Regions from separate parts of the Mus musculus genome. Here all the other regions are linked to region 6. The links are chromatin contacts, called in public ChIA-PET, Micro-C and promoter capture Hi-C maps. All regions are on one chromosome and are shown on one strand. Each heading gives the region's core, a stretch centred on a gene start, on an enhancer-like site or on the middle of the called end of the contact. The rest is flanking DNA. Distances are from core to core; before and after follow the strand shown. Region 1 holds the start of Pla2g12a (phospholipase A2, group XIIA). Region 2 holds the start of Cyp2u1 (cytochrome P450, family 2, subfamily u, polypeptide 1). Region 3 holds the start of Col25a1 (collagen, type XXV, alpha 1). Region 4 holds the start of Hadh (hydroxyacyl-Coenzyme A dehydrogenase). Region 5 holds the start of Mcub (mitochondrial calcium uniporter dominant negative beta subunit). Region 6 holds the start of Rpl34 (ribosomal protein L34).

Region 1 (2,700 bases), core at 25-2,524, 850 kb after region 6:
GGTCAGTCTCAGCTACATACCAACTTCAATGCCAGCATGGGCTACCTGAGACCCTGTCTCAAAAATCAAATCAAGACAAAACTGCAAGTCTTAGATTGTTTTCCAGAAGTTAGGGAACTTTTTCAATGCAGTATACCTCCCTCAAAAACCAAGTACATCAGAAATCTATACAAAAGCCACAATTTATTTTACCTAGCTTTGCAGGTAAACAAACAAAATGGCACTTAACACCAACTGATGGCTTTTAAATTGTCGTTTGGCTTTCTATGTTTAGCTGAACCAATTACATGATGTGTGTGCGCGCGCCTGTGCATGACCGCACGTGCTAAACTCAGTCTGTCCCACTTCCCTCCCACCTTTCCCGCCCCCCACCCCCACCCCGCCCCGTACATCAGAAAGTTCTTAGGCAACTTTGTGCAATGGCGGGGAGAGAGGGCGAGAAGCTCAGATGCAAAGGAGAGCAGAGTGCAGAGCGCGCACTCAGGTGACCTCTCACATTTGTTCCCAGCTTGCTCAATCCCAAGGACAGCACGCTCCAAGCGCTGCTCATTCTTTCCACACCCGAGGACGCAGTCAATGCCTGTCTGGCGTCTGTTCCCCTAATCCCCCTGTCCCGCACTCGTCCTTCCATCCCGCTTCCCTGTCCCCGCCCCCCTGCTCCGCAAGTGTCCCCCGCCCCACAACCTGCCCCACACGTACCCCTCCATCTTCTAGCCCCCCACTTGTGCCCCATCCACCTGCTCCACACTTGTTCATCTACCTGTTCCACACTCCACACACACACATCCCCCTGCCTGGCACCAGTCCCTTTATTTTCTCGCTTCATACCCGTCCCCATCCACTTGCCTGGCTCGGATTCTCGCATTTCCCCCCAACCCCCCAGCCTCCGGGGACTGTCCCGCCTCCAACCCCCTGCCACCCCGCGCCCCCTTGTCGCGGCTCACCGTCGCTGCACTTGTACTGGCAGAGCCCGTCCTCCCCGCCCAGCAGGTCCAGCGCGGCGTTGAGGTACGTGTCTATCTTGTGGATGCCGTTGCGGATGGTCTTGAGGGTGGCCCTCCAGTCGGTGGTCTGGTCCTGTTCCTGCCCACGCGCAGTGGCCAGCAGCAGGAGGAGGAGGAGCGCGGGGCTCCGGGCGGGCGCGGGCCGCGGAGTCACCATCTGCGGGGCCGGCGCGGCGGGGCTGGGCAGCGGCGCGCGCTCCGGCTCCGGCTCAGGCCCCCGGCCTCCTCCGCGCTCGCGAGCTCGCGCCCCGTCACTGAGCTGCGCCGAACGGTGGGCCCGCCCGGGCACGCGCGCCGCTGCCCACAGTGCGCATGCGCCCGAGCGTGGGAGCCTCATTGCCCACGTGGTCTCCGGAACGCTCCCGTAGCTTACGGTCCTGCCTCTATGGAGTCTTAAAAACGCCTTGCCAATGCCCTAGACATAGTCATTGCTTTGGTTCAACACCACAGTGAATTGGTTTTGTTTTGTTTTGTTTGTTTTTTGTATTGTTTTTCAAGACTGGGTCTCTGTGTAGCCCTGGCTGTCCTGGAACTCACCTAGACCAGGTTGGCCTCGAACTCAAGAGATCCGCCTGCTGGGATTAAAGGCGTGCGCCACCGCCTCCCAGCTCCTAGTGAGGTTTGTTTGCTTGCTTGTTTTACAAAGCTCTCCTGTTTACCGAGACACCATAATTTAGAACGACTCCAGTAGCACAGCCTCCCTTGGGCTCCGCAGTCCCAGCCTTTACTGGACAAGGCCTGGGGTCCAGCGTAGAAAACTGTTTGAACACGGGCTGGCCTTGCACCCTACCAAGCCTGGATTTGCCTCCTGGGTTCTTGTGGGAACCCTATGATCAGCCGCAGTCCTAGCAGCGCAGCATGGTCTGGAGGATTGTTGAAGATGGAACTCTGCTCAATCTGCCAGAGCACTTCCTCCATTGCTTCTAATTCTAAGGAAGGAGAAGTTGGCAGTTATCCCTCCTTAAAATTCTAAATACTGTAGAGAAAAAGCTAATCACCGACTAGGCAGAGGAAAGGGAGGCAGGAGTGTGTCTTCCGAAGCGGGACAAATGCGGTAAGGTTACCTGGGACCAGCCCTCAGTTAATTTTTCTGAGACAGAGTCTTGGCCTGTAGCCCAGGCTGCCCTCCAACTTGCCTTGAACACACTATCCTCTCAAGTGCTAGGATCTTGGCGCCAAGCCTCTCTCTTTTCTATTTCTTTACACATTTACATCTTGCTGAATGTATGTCTTTTACCTTAACAATAACCTGTGCTCTGAGGACACGGGTTGCCGCGTGTCTCTCTCTGGGGATTACGTTCTCAAATGCCAGATTCTTTGGCACCTTTTCTCGTCTATTGCACACGGATGCAATAACACGACTGGTTAAACCGGATTCAGTTCCTCACTTCTCTTTATGATCTGCCATCCATGGCCACAGCAGTCACCTCATAATTAAAATAAAATCTCACCATTGCCACAGACTCAGATCCCCCTCCCTGGTACCCTGTCGTCATCAGTTTTGTCCCCAGACACTGTATTTTCTTTCCTTGACCCATCTAGAACCAGGGGCATTCTCCTTCCCCAAGGTGGCTTCTGTCTTCTTCAGTCTCCCTTGGAACAGTCTGGGATCTCCTGTCTTCCATATCTCATGTCAGCCCTCCACCCTCCCCTGCCTCTTCCTCCCTGCCTCCCATTTCAACTTTAATTCTTCAGT
Region 2 (2,700 bases), core at 153-2,652, 570 kb before region 6:
TTTGCAGAGAATATTTCAAAGAGGGGGCACGCGGCAGCAGTCTGGGTGTTTGGTGGCAGGGAAGAGGCAGAAGATAAGACAAATGGGTCGGATAGATTCCTGCTGTGCCATGAAAAAGGGGGACTAAACAGCTTAAGATAATTTGTGAATTGAGCTCACCCGATAGTAGTGGGTTAGAGAATGGCATAAAGAGAAGGAAATGCCGTATTGGAGACTGCATCTGCCAACAAGCAGCTGGAAAGTGTATGTGTGCTCTGGGGAGAGTACAGTACTCCTGTGATCGCACCCAACAGTGGAAGCGTAAACAGGGGGCTTCCAATTAAGGCTGGACTGTGAGTTACAGGAGCGGCCAGTTGCAAGACAGTAACAAGATAATAATGAACATCTTAATGTCTTATACTCGGAAATCTTGTTTAAAGTCACACAAGAAAAGGAATCTGATAAGGGTTAATTACTGGAAATGTGACAGGGGCTTTTGTAGTTTGTGGAGGGGAGAAGGAAGAATGTATTTGTGTACTTTACTAACTACGGCAAAAGCAGTAGAGAACAGTAGATATTTTTTAAAAACCCACATAATAGGAAAAGAAGTCACCACCCTTCAAGCTTTGGTCATATTTATAACGCACCATAGTGTTCAAATTCTGTGTGGTGTGTGCGTGTGTTTGTTGGGAGGGAGTGATCTAACACAGGAACCAAACGTGGATCACAGGTGAAGCACTTCCCTACCACAAGCATGGGCTAGAATTTGACCCCCTCCCCCAGCATGGTAGTATATGTCTTTAATATGTGAATTCTGGAGGCAGATGTAGGTGGATCTCTGAATTGGTAGCCAAACTGGTCTACATAAGGAGTTCTAGGCTATCAAGATTCAAATAAAAGTAGAAAATAGAAATAAGAATAGAAAAATTAAAATAGAAAAAAAAGGGGGGGGGGCATCGACAATTCTAGGGAGAGTCTAACCGAGAGAAACCACAACATCTGGCCTGTAAATGACAGGAAGGTAAAGCACTCTGGAGCCATCCCCAGATGTTGGAATATCCACACATCACATTGTTGGATACTAGCTCAGCATTTCAGGTCTTGTCTAAGGCTAATTAATAAAGCAGTCACCCAGCCCGGGTTCTCTGAGTGTTTTGATATAGTCAGGCCATATGCAGAAACCCACAGAAAGCTCACACCCCCTGGAGGAGCCTGCTGCTGCTAGTGCACTAAACTGGCAAAACAAACAAACAAACAAACAAACAAACAAACAAAACCCCACTCAGGACAGCTCAGCTGTGCTGCGAGAGACCACTCGTCACCACCAGCCGTCCCGTAGGACGTCCCGCCCCCACCTTATGCAGGAGCAGCTGACTGGAGGATCCCGAGAGGGGCACGCGGCGCAGCCAATCGGAAGGGCGTGCCTTGCCCTGCCTCGCGGTTGACCTTGAGTCATGTAGCCGGCTACTGTCGCGGTGCCGGCGCGTCTGCAGCGGAGCTAGATGCAGGCGGTACCTGGGACATGTCCTCGCTCGGGGACCAGCGTCCCGCGGCAGGGGAGCAGCCGGGAGCTAGACTGCACGTGCGGGCGACAGGAGGCGCGCTGCTACTTTGCCTGCTGGCGGTGCTGCTAGGCTGGGTTTGGCTGCGGCGGCAACGCGCCTGCGGCATCCCTCCGGGGCCCAAGCCTCGGCCACTCGTGGGTAACTTCGGGCACTTGCTGGTGCCGCGCTTTCTACGACCGCAGTTCTGGCTGGGCTCGGGCAGCCAGACGGACACGGTGGGCCAGCATGTGTACCTGGCCAGGATGGCCCGTGTCTATGGCAACATCTTCAGCTTCTTCATCGGCCACCGTCTGGTGGTGGTCCTCAGCGACTTCCACAGCGTGCGCGAGGCGCTAGTGCAGCAGGCTGAAGTGTTCAGTGACCGCCCGCGGATGCCGCTCATCTCCATCATGACCAAGGAGAAGGGTGAGCGCGCCGCGGGCTCAGGATCCCCAGGCGGCAGGACCTGCGTCATGACCAGCATAGGGGATAGAGGACGGAGGCGTGGCTTTCTAGTGTGCGATTAAAGTGGGAGACACACTGGAAAGTGAGGGAGGTGTGGGCACCAAACTGTAAAATAAGGACCACCCACCCCGGAAGCCTTCCTTTGTCCCAAGTGAGGCCTTCTCACGCATAGGTCTGATCTCAACGTTTCTAAACATTGGCTGTGTTAGGAAAAGGGGGAGGGGGATTCATTTCACCGAGTATCATTCAGTTGCAAAAGTATAAGAAGATATTTTTTTCCCCCTTAGGAATGGCCAGAATCCAAGCTAGGAGACTGGTGAACCGGATGTGTTCATAGCCTCTAATATTTTGGCAAAGAATGTGGCTGCTCCCCGCGGGTGACTAAAGAACTTGCCTGAGGTTAAATTTAAGAGAAAGTGACTAATTTTTTTGAGAGAATATTTCAAGATAGCCAGTCTGTTCCCAGAGCCCGTGTATATCTCCCTCGGCAGACACAGGGTCTCGATCTCCTATTCTCCAGCCACCTGTCAATCCTGTGTTCTGTCTTCAGACACTGAAGTACAAGACTGAATCCATTGTGGGTGGCATATATATGCTTCGGTTCAGGAGAGTGGCCCCCTGACTTCATACTTTGATATCCCCTCCCTCACCCCATTTCTAATTTTGCCTTGGAAACTCCCCATGTAAGGCCTCAGAAAGCTCTGGAATTGGA
Region 3 (2,700 bases), core at 84-2,583, 550 kb after region 6:
CTTGAAAGTGATTACCTTTTGTATATTAATAACACCTGTTTCCCTAACCTTTCCCTGGGAAGGAGATATGAGATCTTATATCAACAAAAATTGGTCTCCGTTGAAGTGAGAGCTCCCAAGAGACTCCAGAAAGCTACAAAGAAATAAAATGCCCCTCCACACACTCCCGTTATCCAGACCCCCCATATATGTCTAAGCATGCAAGCACTATGGAATACCCAGGGAAGATATCTGCTACAGACTTGATACTAAGCAATACCCAAGGTACTTAACTCCATACTTGGCATATACAGTCAAGTCAACTATGCAGACAGCTAAGGGTCGAAACTATCCCTGCACACAGGGCTCACACCTGTGCAAAACAGTATTCACGTGCAAAATACCCAGCCTTCCACACCTGAGCCAAGAGACGCTCCACTTTCTCCTGAACCATTGCCTTCAGCTCATCCACGGTGTCAGACAGCGGATGGAAGGAAGGGGTCCCTTTAGCAGATTCAAGAGCAGCAATCCTCGCCTGGAGGTCGTTGGTTTTCACCCCAAGATAAAAACAGAAAGCCACAGCAACCACTGACAAGAGGGTCGCCAGGGCCGTGCACGAGGGCATGGTGCCGGCACAACGCTGTCCCAAGGGGCGCGGATCTTCTGATCCAGACTCTCGTCCCCCTCCTTTCCCTGCAAGCTTCTTCACCAACATTGTGGCGGGGTCGCTGGCCTCCGCTACGCCTTCCACCTTCTATCTCCTCCAGTAATCTTAGAATGAGAGGAAGGGTCGGTTCCTCCAAAGTTCAGTCCCTGCGGCTGCACAACTAGTTGGTAGAGTCGGAGCCCGGGCTTAGAGATGGACCTGCGCGTGGCTCGGCGTCCGGATCAGCAGGCGTGGACCGACCGTCCTCCAGATTCTTTCTCCCCTTCCAGCTAGGAGTGAAAAGCACCCTCCGGCCGGGGACTGTGTGGCGCCGGGGGTGTTGTTGGGGTCACAGCTGAAATGAAACCCACTAGGGCAGCTCTCTTGACCCCCCCAATCCGACACCTCCTTAGGGGTCCCCCGCGCGGAGGCGCAGGGTCCGAGAGCCCCTCTCTCTGCTCCGACCTGTTGAGTCTGCCTGCCTATCTCTACCTTTTTCCACCCGCCGACCTGTCTCCCACCTGGATCAGTTCAAGGCCAAAAAGAAAAGGAAATACAGAGACCCGGCGAGAGCGCAGCCCCCGTGGGTGGTAGAGGAATAGAGAAAAAGAGGACCGAGTGACCCAAGCAGCGATCGTAAGCTGCGAGGCCCCAAAAGTATCTCCGCAGACCCGCGTGTGCGAGCCTTAAATACCCCGGGATGCTCTTGTGTGAGACAGTGCGCGCGCGCCTGAAGCGCGGACCGCCCCCTCCCGCAGGAGCCTCCTTATTAGCATAATATATTCACCTTCGCCCAGCCCGCCTGGACCCACGAAGGGGCGGGAGCGCGGGTGGGAGCGGAGCCCGAGGTCTCTATTAGCATAATATATGCAAATAGCTACAGCAACCACTGTGATTGGAGAGGAGCTTGGAGACCCTTCCCCCTCCCACCACCGAGTAACTTCAGCGTCCCCCTAAGGCCATCTCTCCGGCCCTAGCCAGGGGCCGAATTGAGGTCTGCTGTGCAGAGTGGCTTATACTGGCTTAGCCCAGCGCCCCCTATTTGGGTTAAAAAATGGAGAAATGGCCTCCTGAAGGAAAGAACGGAAGCAGAAGGCTCCAGCTCTCCAGATCCTCGCTCAAAGGCAGCCACAGGAGCTCCTCCATCTAGCCCTTGCGCGACGTTTTCCCTCCTCCCTCAGTTCGTTCCCACATGCCCAGAGGCAAAGTGTCTGGCTGACGTCTGCAGGGTACCTTCCCCACTTCCCTTCCTTCCCACGCCTTGCTGCAGATGACTGGGGAAGTTTTCTCGCCCCTCCCCCGTTTCCTCTTGTCTTGATGCTGCCCCCCCCCCCCCCCCCAGCTCTGGGCTCTTTCTCTGTACTAGGGTGCTAATGTGTTTTCCTGATTCGCTGTTTTGTGAGTGTTTGAGGCATACACATTTCTCAGGATTTAGGAAAGAGCTGAAGAATGAAGTCAGTTTTTCCTCTTCCTTGACTCTCAGCTTGCCTCTTCCCTCTGGATCAAATTACTAAGTCTCTACTGGGATTTTTTTTTTTTTTCTAAATTGATAACAAGTAGCATTTTGCATCCAATTGATTTTAGAGAAGAAAACACAACCCTAACTCTCCTTCCAAAAGACCTTCCTTTTTGCCTTTTCATCTTAAGAAATGTCACGTACGTTTCTTTCCCTCCCTAACCGATTACCACAACCAGTTACTACTATAATCAATGAACAAAATACCTAACCCGGAGCAGTTGCTTCTCGTGTGTAAACTACAGTGCCAAGGGGGACTTAGGATAGACATAGCAGGAAGCCTGCACTTATGAATCTCAACAAGTGGTTGCATAAAACAAGACCTCAAGACCTGAATAACAACTATGCTCACATGCCAACGTGGATCGGGGACCTTGCATGAGACCCGGTGCCTAGAATAAGAGCTACTAACAATCAATGGCTGCTGGAGGAGACTGTTTCCTTCCGGAACCAACTCCAGACTGTCATCTCTAAATACATAGACATATGAGAAACACTAAATGGACTCAAGAAGGATGTGTGTGTGTGTGTGTGTGTGTGTGTGTGTGTGTGTGTTCCA
Region 4 (2,700 bases), core at 106-2,605, 540 kb before region 6:
GGAAGGAAGGAAGGGAGGGAGGGAGGGAGGGAGGGAGGGAGGGAGGGAGGAAGAAAGAAAGAGAGAAAGAGAGAAAGGGAGGAAGAAAGAAAGAAAGAGAAAATTATAGTATCACAGCACCAAACTTGGATTATACTTCATCTTTCCAAATGACAACTAAGAGTTGCAACCCTCTCATCAAGCCTCCTGGAAATGTGCTGTCCTCTCTCAGTGGCAACTCAGCCATAGGGGCCTCTCCTCTCTGTCTTGCATCTTTCCTCAGACTGCTGTACACATTCCTTCCTTCCTTCATAAACGTGTTCATTCTTCAAGCTGTTGGGTTTCTGTGGGTAGCCTTCTACCTCCGTTCCTAGTATCTTTTATTTTATTTTATTTTTGTGACTTGGCTGGAATGTAGCACTCAGTAGGCTTTGCTTATTTTGAAGAATTAAATATAAAAATAAGATTCAAAGGGTCAATGCAAAACATAGCCCCTGCTTCAAAGGGAGTGCAGGAGAGTCTCTTCCCAGCCACATGCAAGAGCCCGAGGCAGGGAACAGGCATGGAAACAATTCTGAAGGACAAGGTTCACTGCTGACAGAGTTACATAAACTTTTTATAGCTACAGAGCAAGAAGGTCATAAAGCCATCGGCTTACAGAACATTGCTGAAGACCCTGGGCAGGCAGGTTACAGTGGAACAAGTAATTCTTTTCCTAGGGTTTTATGCCGGTGTTTGTTTGTTTGTTTTTGTTGTTGTTGTTATTGTTGTTGTTGTTTTAACTGTTTTAGTTTGGGACGGATGGGAGCAAGTGGTCTGCTAGGCAACACATTGCTTAAGTTCGATGTAACCTAAGTTAGATACAGAGGTGGGTAACTAGAAACAGCCCGAGAGAACTTGGACTCGAGCTCTAACATTCAGACAGGAAGTTAGTTTTATTCTGCAGAATGTGAGACACAGATGAGACTTTTGCAGGGAGCTTCATTGCACACAGGATTAACTATCATTTCTTCCAGTGGGGTGAAAGGCGGATGGCTTTCCTCTGGACGGTGAGTTTGGGGGCACCAGATGAACGCTTAGAAGTAAAACCAGCAGTAATTCTGTTATCACTAGCACAGTACTAGGCAGAAAGTTGGCCAATAGCCAGGCTTTCCCTTCCTGTGTTCTCTATCCGGGGTTACCGTCCTCATTCTAAACACAATTCTCACGATCACAACTCCAGCCCACCAGATTGTGAAGGCAACTACAGGTTGTCTCTTGGTGGGTCCCTGCTTTGCCGGAGTCCATGCTGGCCTGAGTCCTGGCACCGCCCTCTGGGGGGGGGGGCGGGGTGGACCTGCAGCTTGTGCAGGAGGCGGGTGGGTGGGGCGTGTTCGAGGCCCCGCCCCCAACGTCGCCGACCCCGCCCACGACGCTCCGGGACCTCTCGCGCTGTCCCCACTGCTCCTCCTCGGCTGCTGCACTGAGCTATGGCGTTCGTGACCAGGCAATTCTTGCGCTCCATGTCCTCCTCTTCCTCTGCGTCGGCGGCCGCCAAGAAGATCCTGATCAAGCATGTGACCGTCATCGGCGGCGGGCTGATGGGCGCCGGCATCGCGCAGGTGAGCGGGCCTCGCGCCCCGGGTGTGGTGGAAATAGTTTGATGAAGTCCGAGAAGGTGCAGCATGCTTCAGTGTCCCAGAACTACAGCCTTCGGCCCGATCCTTACGTGCATGCTTCTCAACTAACTGCCGGGCCGGGGAAGGCTCGGTGGAGCGCGCTGGTGCACGCGTGCACACTGGAGCTGAACTGTGCACAGTTGTGCGTGCAAAGTTGCAGAGTGTTTGCTCACTGCCTGGATCTGACAGGAATCCGCTCGCCAAGACCTGGGCTGCGGTTTCTTTTAGTTTTCCTGATAAGTTTTTTCTTTGTTCTTTCTTTCTTTTTTTCTTTACAGTTCTTTGGGTGTTGGTCTGGGCACTTTTCTTTCCAAGTGTCCTGCCTCTCCCACAAGTTTCCTTCGTTGGCCTTCACTTTTGTAACAGTTTGGAAAGTCACCTAGTGGGAGTTTGTGGAGTTGCTGGGACTCCGCCCAGGCCTGGGCCAGGAAACTTTGACCTTTGACCCAGTGCCCGGTGCTGAAATCTGCGTGCTTGTCCAGCTCTGAACCTCAAGAGAGTGGGCGACAGAGATAAGCATAGTTTATGCTCTGAGACGTCTCTAATCTCTGATCGGCTTCTGTGGGACTTTGCCTGGTGCCAGCTGAGGCACAGTTCAAAATCAACTGTGCAGTTTGGCTACTGCGATGTCTGTAGTACCATTTTCTCTTAAGAGTTAACTTCCTACACACAGTAGAGAGCTCTGATCTTTTTCCATGAACTTGCTATTATATTCGTATCTTTTGAGGCCTTTGCAGTTTGAGTGTTGTGGCAGTGAAGGGCTTACCTAATTTTAATTAGGGAGGGTATTCGCAGGTCAGTGTCTTTTCCCAACCAAATGCACACTTGCATGCTTGCTATTTATTAGCCTTGACTGCACTTCCTTCCAAAGTCCATTAAATTAAACAACAAAAACCATACATGGCTATGCTGGAGAAAATATAGCTAGTCTGCTGTATCCCTCTGCACCACAAAAACTCAAGGCTGTGAGGAATGAGATTGGTTGTCCAGGTCCAAGAAAAACAATGTATCCCTTAAACAATGTTTAAGCAACATCTTATTAACAAGATAATAGGGTTCTCCT
Region 5 (2,700 bases), core at 19-2,518, 760 kb after region 6:
TTACTGGAATTAAAGTGCATCATTACCACTGACCTGGAGAAGCCTTCTATTGGATCTAAGGTTGTAACACCAGAGCAGGGAAACGCAATGGTGCCTCCGCAGCTAGCTTACCAACCAGCCAAACACTGGGATTACATGGCTAGAGGGGCGGGCGGGGGTGGGGGTGGGGCGGGGGATAGTGTACCAATCACAGCAAAACTCTCACACAGATGGTTTGTGTTCACACCAAAGACAACAACTGTAACTTTTGAGCTGCCAGGTAAAATGCTTCTCTTCTGGGCTGGTTAGAAATAGTGACAGGGCATGTGATAGCAAAACCGCCCTGTGTAAACTGAAACACTCCAGGCTGGGGCTGTAACCTTGGGAGCTTTGATCACCATCCTGTAGTTTCCTCAAGGCATCTGTGCTGCGCTCAGAATGGCAGAGTGTTTGACTGACAGTCCTTTGGCTCGAGGCAGCCAGGAATCAGGGGAAGCCTAACAGCTGCCAATTAGGAAGCCAAATTGCCTCCCCACCCCCACATGTTTGCCATTTACAGGAAAGCGAGCGTCGAGCATTGAGCATTGAGAGTGCTTACAATGCGAGCCTACAGAACTGATCGTTAACGCTAATAGCGGTTTTAACAGTGATTTCGCAATGCTTAACTCCTGCCCCTCGGGGAGCAGGGTCCTTTCATGTGCCCCCCAAAGAGAAGCAAGCTTTGCTGTGGAAGAAAATTTCCCAGTGTCTGGACTTGGGCCAGCCTGTAATGAACTACAAATCTCTGGAGCATCTAGAGTCCTGGGCTGACTTTGCCAGTGATCTGAGGCCCAGGAGAGGCTCATCCCAAGCCTTGGAGCCCACCTGGAGGTGGAGCTTTGGCAAACTCATTTTTCTTCCTCTTTCCAGCCGGGCAAAGGAGCGCAATTTCCAGGGACCTTTCAGCTCCCAGCTCCCAGTCCTTTCCTCAGAGCCCTGGAGTTTTGGTTCATGTTGTGGCAGGGTTTGGGGTAGCTCAGAGTGTACTCCAACTTTTTAGTGGATGGTGGCCTTGAACTCCCAATCATCGGCCTGCGTTCCCAAATCTGAGGTCCCAAGCAAGCCTCACTACTTCCGGTCCTGGCTTCTGTTGGGTTTTGACATCAACAGCTGCATGGTGTGAGTCCAGCTCCTCTTTCCTTTCTCAAGACGTATGTGAGGGAGCCAGGAAGAAGTTCGCCACTCGTTTGCGCTTTTTTAAAGAGAGAGAAAAAAAAATGTTTCTTTTTTTGTCGGAGGAAAAATACCCAGCCTGGAGCCCGGGTGTGCACCAAGCGAAGTCAAAGCGGGGACACACCCTCCTGTCGCCGCCCCAGTCGGCGGGGCGGGCAGAGCCCACAGCGGGCTGGGCTATAGCAGCCGGATGAGGATGCGTCGTTAATGCCAGGAGCTCTGTCCGGCAGGAGGATGCTCCCGAGCGGGCTATGTCTGGGTCGGTGGCAGCTGCTGCGGACGATCCGAGCCCGCGGCCGCGGGGATCCCAGGGAGCTGCCATCCACACCCCAGGTAAGGCGCGGCGCAGGCTCGGGAGCCTCGGGTGGAAAGTTTGCGTTGGGCAAGTTCGGCAGGAGTGAAAGCAGTTCCCTGCGTGCTGCTCCGCACCCCGACAGGTGGTGGCCGCGGGCGACTTGTCCCGGGGCTGTGGGGGAGACAGGCCAGGAGCGGCCAGCGCGGGGCGCATCTCCCGGGAGCGCAGCCCGCTGACCCCACCGCTGTGTCCTGCGGTCTGTAGTCGCCGGGGTGGAGGGGAGGCCGCGAGAGCTTGGTGGGCTGTGTCATCGGAGGGTGGCTGTCATCGGGGTGGGCTGTAACCTGGGATGCTGTCTTCCAGGGTGGACTGGCCCAGGACCCTGTCTTGCCCCTCCTCCAAACCCGGAGCCCCTCCCTTTCGTTACATGTAAACCCGAGTCAGTGGTGAATCAGAAGTGTGTGCTGTAACAGTTAGGCGGGCACAGTTTGTGTCATGGCCTGTGTGGAACCTCGAGGAGGAGGGAAGAGGTGTGGATGGGCACAGAAAAGGAAGAAGAGCGGGAACGTGCTGAGTTTACTAGCTTCATGATACAAAGGGGGCCAGGGGAAAGGGACCCGAGGCTGCTTGGGGCTGGGACTGGAGCTGAGTCTGCCCACACCTCAATTACTGGGTTAGCTTTCAGACTGCTAAAGGGAGAGCGATATATGAACATATTTACTATCTCTCACTGCAGTGAGAACGGAGCTGTGTCAGCTCCATCGCTTTCAGTTCCTGTATCTTTCCGGCTCGACTGCCCCAGTGCCCCAATCCTTGGATTCTGCCCCCCAAGTATAGTCTTAATGCCCCAGAATTTACACCGATAAAAGAAATATTTCAATGCTTAAAGGAACACTTTTGTTAAATGTTTGAAAGCAAGCAGAAACGTCCATTTTGACACTTCTACCTAAGGCAAACTCCTTAAAACTTATTGTGGGCAAACTCAGTGAAGTGGTTTCAGAAAAGTTCTCTAAAAATAGTACTTTAAGGTTTACCTCTCAGAGACAAAGGCATTCCGAACACTCTTAACTACTCACTCCTTTCTTTGCCTCACACCACAGAAACACAGTGATAATTAAACAGTGCTGACTAGAAAGCTCATTTGACAATTTCGAAGTGTTGAGAATGGAGCCAAACAACGAGGCTCTATTAGGCCACACCCACCTACCACTAGG
Region 6 (2,700 bases), core at 128-2,627:
GTTTTCAGTGTCGACTCTTTTTCCTTTTACACCATTATTCGTCAGAATCTGTAGCGCTCCATGGAGTGGAACACTTTATTAACCATGTGGTTGTTAGCGGGTAGCTGATTATATCAGGGCATTACATGTTATGCAATGAAAACATGAATGGACTGGGTGAAAACATTTAGGTCATTAATTTGATGACTTTTTTTTTCTTTTTTTTTTGCTTTTTTTTTTTTTTTTTTTTTTTTTTTTTTGCTTTTTCGAGACAGGGTTTCTCTGTGTAGCCCTGGATGTCCTGGAACTCACTCTGTAGACCAGGCTGGCTGGCCTTGAACTCAGAAATCTGCCTGCCTCTGCCTCCCAAGTGCTGGGATTAAAGGCGTGCGCCACCACTGCCCGGCTTAATTTGATGATCTTGCCTTGGCATGTCTTCATTTAAAAATGAATAAGGAAATGTATTCATTCATTTATTCAAAACTAGGTTTGTCTCTCTACACCAGCCTTTATCCAACGCCTAAAACAGAGACTGGAGAGATTCCACAGTGGGAAGAACAGAGACCGCAGGCGCATGCATACGGACAGCTATTTGAGAGAGACCCGAGGAAAGGATATAGTCAGAGCGGTTTACCTAGTTTCTTGACAAAGATGGCAGTGATAATGGGCTCTTCTTTCAAGTCCAAGGAAGGTGTTCATTACTTTTGACAACATGATGAAAAACAAGGACCCATAGTGTAAACGTTCACATAGACATTTGGAGGTCGCTGACTCCCTCTGGTCCTCCTCTTCATCTTGCAGACAAAACTTTACCATCCAGGCAAAGTCTCAAATAGTCGTTTGCACACAATCATAAATTAACCACCCTTTATAGCGTTCTTGCTCTCTGTAAGACTTGCAGGTTAAGTGCTTTAACTTTGGGAGATCTTTTGATCAGAGCGCCACAGGGGTATTTAATATCTTCCTTTTAGAGACTTGCGGACTTGCCCAAAGTGAGATAGCTAGTAATTAGCAAATGCTTGGTTAAAAGTCTGTAAAGTGTGTGCTCTGGCTGAAAAACAGAAGAGGCCGGGAAGCAGAAGGGCCCGGGCTACCTTATGTACAGGACGCCATAAAGATTTTAAACCAGGTCTAATTACCCTAGGATAAAGGCATCGTGGCCCTTGTTTTCTCTTATGGAAGTGGGGACGCCTCCTCTGTCACTCGCTTTTGCTCCCACCAGGGACCCTACACCTAACTTCTCACGTGACGTTCCTACCGGGGCTAGAAAACGCACCCGCCTACGGAAGCCGCACTACACATCCGCCGCTCAACGCGGCGCCATCCACACAGGTTCCCCGCGTCCGCTTCCGTACAACATGGCGGCGCGCTCGCTGACGCGCCGCCTTCCCTGACGTACTTCCTGTCCGGCGCCGTCACACTTGACCCCTGAACTCACCCGCCCCTTCCTTTTCCTCTTCCGGGGACGGTGCTCAGAGGTATGGTGGCCTTCTTCTGCTCTGTGTTTTTTTACCGTTTACGATCCGTAGCCATCCGAGGCGTCAGGCGGGCGGGACGCCCTTGGGGTCGGGACTGTCGCTGGGGTCGGTGGTGAGGGACGAGGAGAGGTGCGTACCGGCCGAGGCCTCGGCTCGTAGACTCGGGAAGCCCGAGATCAAACCCGGCTTCCGAAGCGGTGAGTGGCCGGAGCTGCGCGCACCCTGGCCGTCGGCTACGGCGAGCGAGAGACCGAGTCGTGGTCGTGAAGCGCAGAGCGAGCGGAGCGCGGCCTCCGGCTGCTCCCCTGGTGCTGTCTGCCATGGTGGCTAGTCAGCGAGCGGGACGCGGCGGCGGCGGCTGGCTTGGTTAGGAAGATACGAATCAAGCAGTGGCGGCTCAGGGTCCTTAGCACTGGTCCGGGTCGCGCTTGGCGTTTGGGCTCCTTTTACGTAAAGTGGGTGTTGGGAAGGTGTGGAAGACAGGTCACCTGTAGCGCTTATTAATCAACTCCAGCCATTCGTCCCAGGGCTTGAGATTTAAACGAAGTCGCCTGTGTGTGAAGCTCTCGGGTAGAATGTTTGTCTGGCACGTTGACGGTCTGGAGTCCAAAATGCAGCATCGCTGCTGCGGGCTGGAGAGTCCTTTAGTAGCTGGTCTGCTAAGGAACGAACGAAGTTGGATTTGAAACAGCACGAAACCCGGCCCTAGTAGTAAACAAGACTTCTCCAGGACGCTGTTTTGGGACAAGACCTAGATTGTCATGACGCCTTACCAGCTGCCGCCACTGGGGTAGTTCGGTGTCTTCATCCTACTGGTAGCTGTATAAATTAGGGGGGAATACTGTCTTAGAGCCCAGGAGCTCTTCATCTCTAGTTTAAATGTGGGATTCTTTAGAACCGGGCCTTTGTAAGAGCACGGTGTGAATGAGTGTGTATATGAATGTAAGATATTTTATGTGGTGACGCTTTGGCCTTTATTATGGTGAAAGGTGATTGTGTTCTCTCTAAATTGTAGGCACTCAGGATGGTCCAGCGTTTGACATACCGCCGTAGGCTTTCCTACAACACAGCCTCTAACAAAACTAGGCTGTAAGTATCTGCAAGTTTGAAATAACTTTCAAATCGCTTTCTCTAGTATGCTGAGCTACTTACAATCTCCCTTCCTAGGTCTCGAACCCCTGGCAACAGGATTGTTTACCTCTACACCAAGAAGGTTGGGAAAGCACCTAAATCTGCATGTGGC

The links. Promoter capture Hi-C pulls out the DNA fragments that hold promoters and counts their contacts. Hi-C and Micro-C count contacts between places; a contact is called where the count stands out from the background. ChIA-PET counts read pairs in DNA pulled down with a chosen protein or histone mark. Capture Hi-C pulls out chosen DNA fragments and counts their contacts.
Region 1: a Micro-C map of embryonic stem cells shows a contact between it and region 6, with 5 times the contacts expected there. The contact joins the promoter of Pla2g12a here to the promoter of Rpl34 in region 6. A contact is called at or near these places in 5 of 39 promoter capture datasets (embryonic stem cells, hippocampal neurons, neural stem cells and 1 more), 3 of 484 Hi-C or Micro-C datasets (B cells, the G1E-ER4 cell line and embryonic stem cells), 3 of 115 datasets of contacts at active chromatin or transcription factors (embryonic stem cells, fetal liver and memory CD8 T cells) and 2 of 9 other capture datasets (macrophages and pancreatic islet).
Region 2: a contact with region 6 is called in a promoter capture Hi-C map of adipose tissue. The contact joins the promoter of Cyp2u1 here to the promoter of Rpl34 in region 6. A contact is called at or near these places in 7 of 39 promoter capture datasets (cranial neural crest, embryonic stem cells, hippocampal neurons and 3 more), 3 of 484 Hi-C or Micro-C datasets (B cells, CD4 T cells and forebrain), 12 of 115 datasets of contacts at active chromatin or transcription factors (astrocytes, bone marrow-derived macrophages, craniofacial prominence and 9 more) and 3 of 9 other capture datasets (adipose tissue, liver and macrophages).
Region 3: a promoter capture Hi-C map of cranial neural crest shows a contact between it and region 6. The contact joins the promoter of Col25a1 here to the promoter of Rpl34 in region 6. A contact is called at or near these places in 3 of 39 promoter capture datasets (cranial neural crest and liver) and 1 of 115 datasets of contacts at active chromatin or transcription factors (bone marrow-derived macrophages).
Region 4: a contact with region 6 is called in a promoter capture Hi-C map of adipose tissue. The contact joins the promoter of Hadh here to the promoter of Rpl34 in region 6. A contact is called at or near these places in 8 of 39 promoter capture datasets (the 3T3-L1 cell line, cranial neural crest, embryonic stem cells and 5 more), 1 of 15 datasets of contacts at CTCF or cohesin (the NIH/3T3 cell line), 8 of 484 Hi-C or Micro-C datasets (B cells, the G1E-ER4 cell line, LSK cells and 5 more), 36 of 115 datasets of contacts at active chromatin or transcription factors (the 230-238 cell line, the NIH/3T3 cell line, the SCID.adh cell line and 22 more) and 5 of 9 other capture datasets (adipose tissue, embryonic stem cells, liver and 2 more).
Region 5: an RNA polymerase II ChIA-PET map of memory CD8 T cells shows a contact between it and region 6, with 6 read pairs. The contact joins the promoter of Mcub here to the promoter of Rpl34 in region 6. A contact is called at or near these places in 3 of 115 datasets of contacts at active chromatin or transcription factors (bone marrow-derived macrophages, embryonic stem cells and memory CD8 T cells).

Annotation. Positions count from the first base shown.
Region 1 is chr3:129,877,180-129,879,879 of GRCm38.p6, reverse strand. It overlaps Pla2g12a (phospholipase A2, group XIIA), which reads right to left and starts at 1,274. Exons shown (of 4, transcript NM_023196.4): 1 at 945-1,274. The coding sequence starts at 1,161.
Region 2 is chr3:131,301,929-131,304,628 of GRCm38.p6, reverse strand. Cyp2u1 (cytochrome P450, family 2, subfamily u, polypeptide 1) reads left to right here and starts at 1,402. Exons shown (of 5, transcript NM_027816.3): 1 at 1,402-1,949. The coding sequence starts at 1,502.
Region 3 is chr3:130,179,478-130,182,177 of GRCm38.p6, reverse strand. It overlaps Col25a1 (collagen, type XXV, alpha 1), which reads right to left and starts at 1,333. Exons shown (of 38, transcript NM_029838.4): 1 at 398-1,333. The coding sequence starts at 694.
Region 4 is chr3:131,270,756-131,273,455 of GRCm38.p6, reverse strand. Hadh (hydroxyacyl-Coenzyme A dehydrogenase) reads left to right here and starts at 1,355. Exons shown (of 8, transcript NM_008212.4): 1 at 1,355-1,580. The coding sequence starts at 1,449.
Region 5 is chr3:129,968,774-129,971,473 of GRCm38.p6, reverse strand. It overlaps Mcub (mitochondrial calcium uniporter dominant negative beta subunit), which reads left to right and starts at 1,268. Exons shown (of 8, transcript NM_025779.3): 1 at 1,268-1,524. The coding sequence starts at 1,399.
Region 6 is chr3:130,729,075-130,731,774 of GRCm38.p6, reverse strand. Rpl34 (ribosomal protein L34) reads left to right here and starts at 1,377. Exons shown (of 5, transcript NM_001005859.3): 1 at 1,377-1,457; 2 at 2,473-2,546; 3 at 2,625-2,700. The coding sequence starts at 2,482.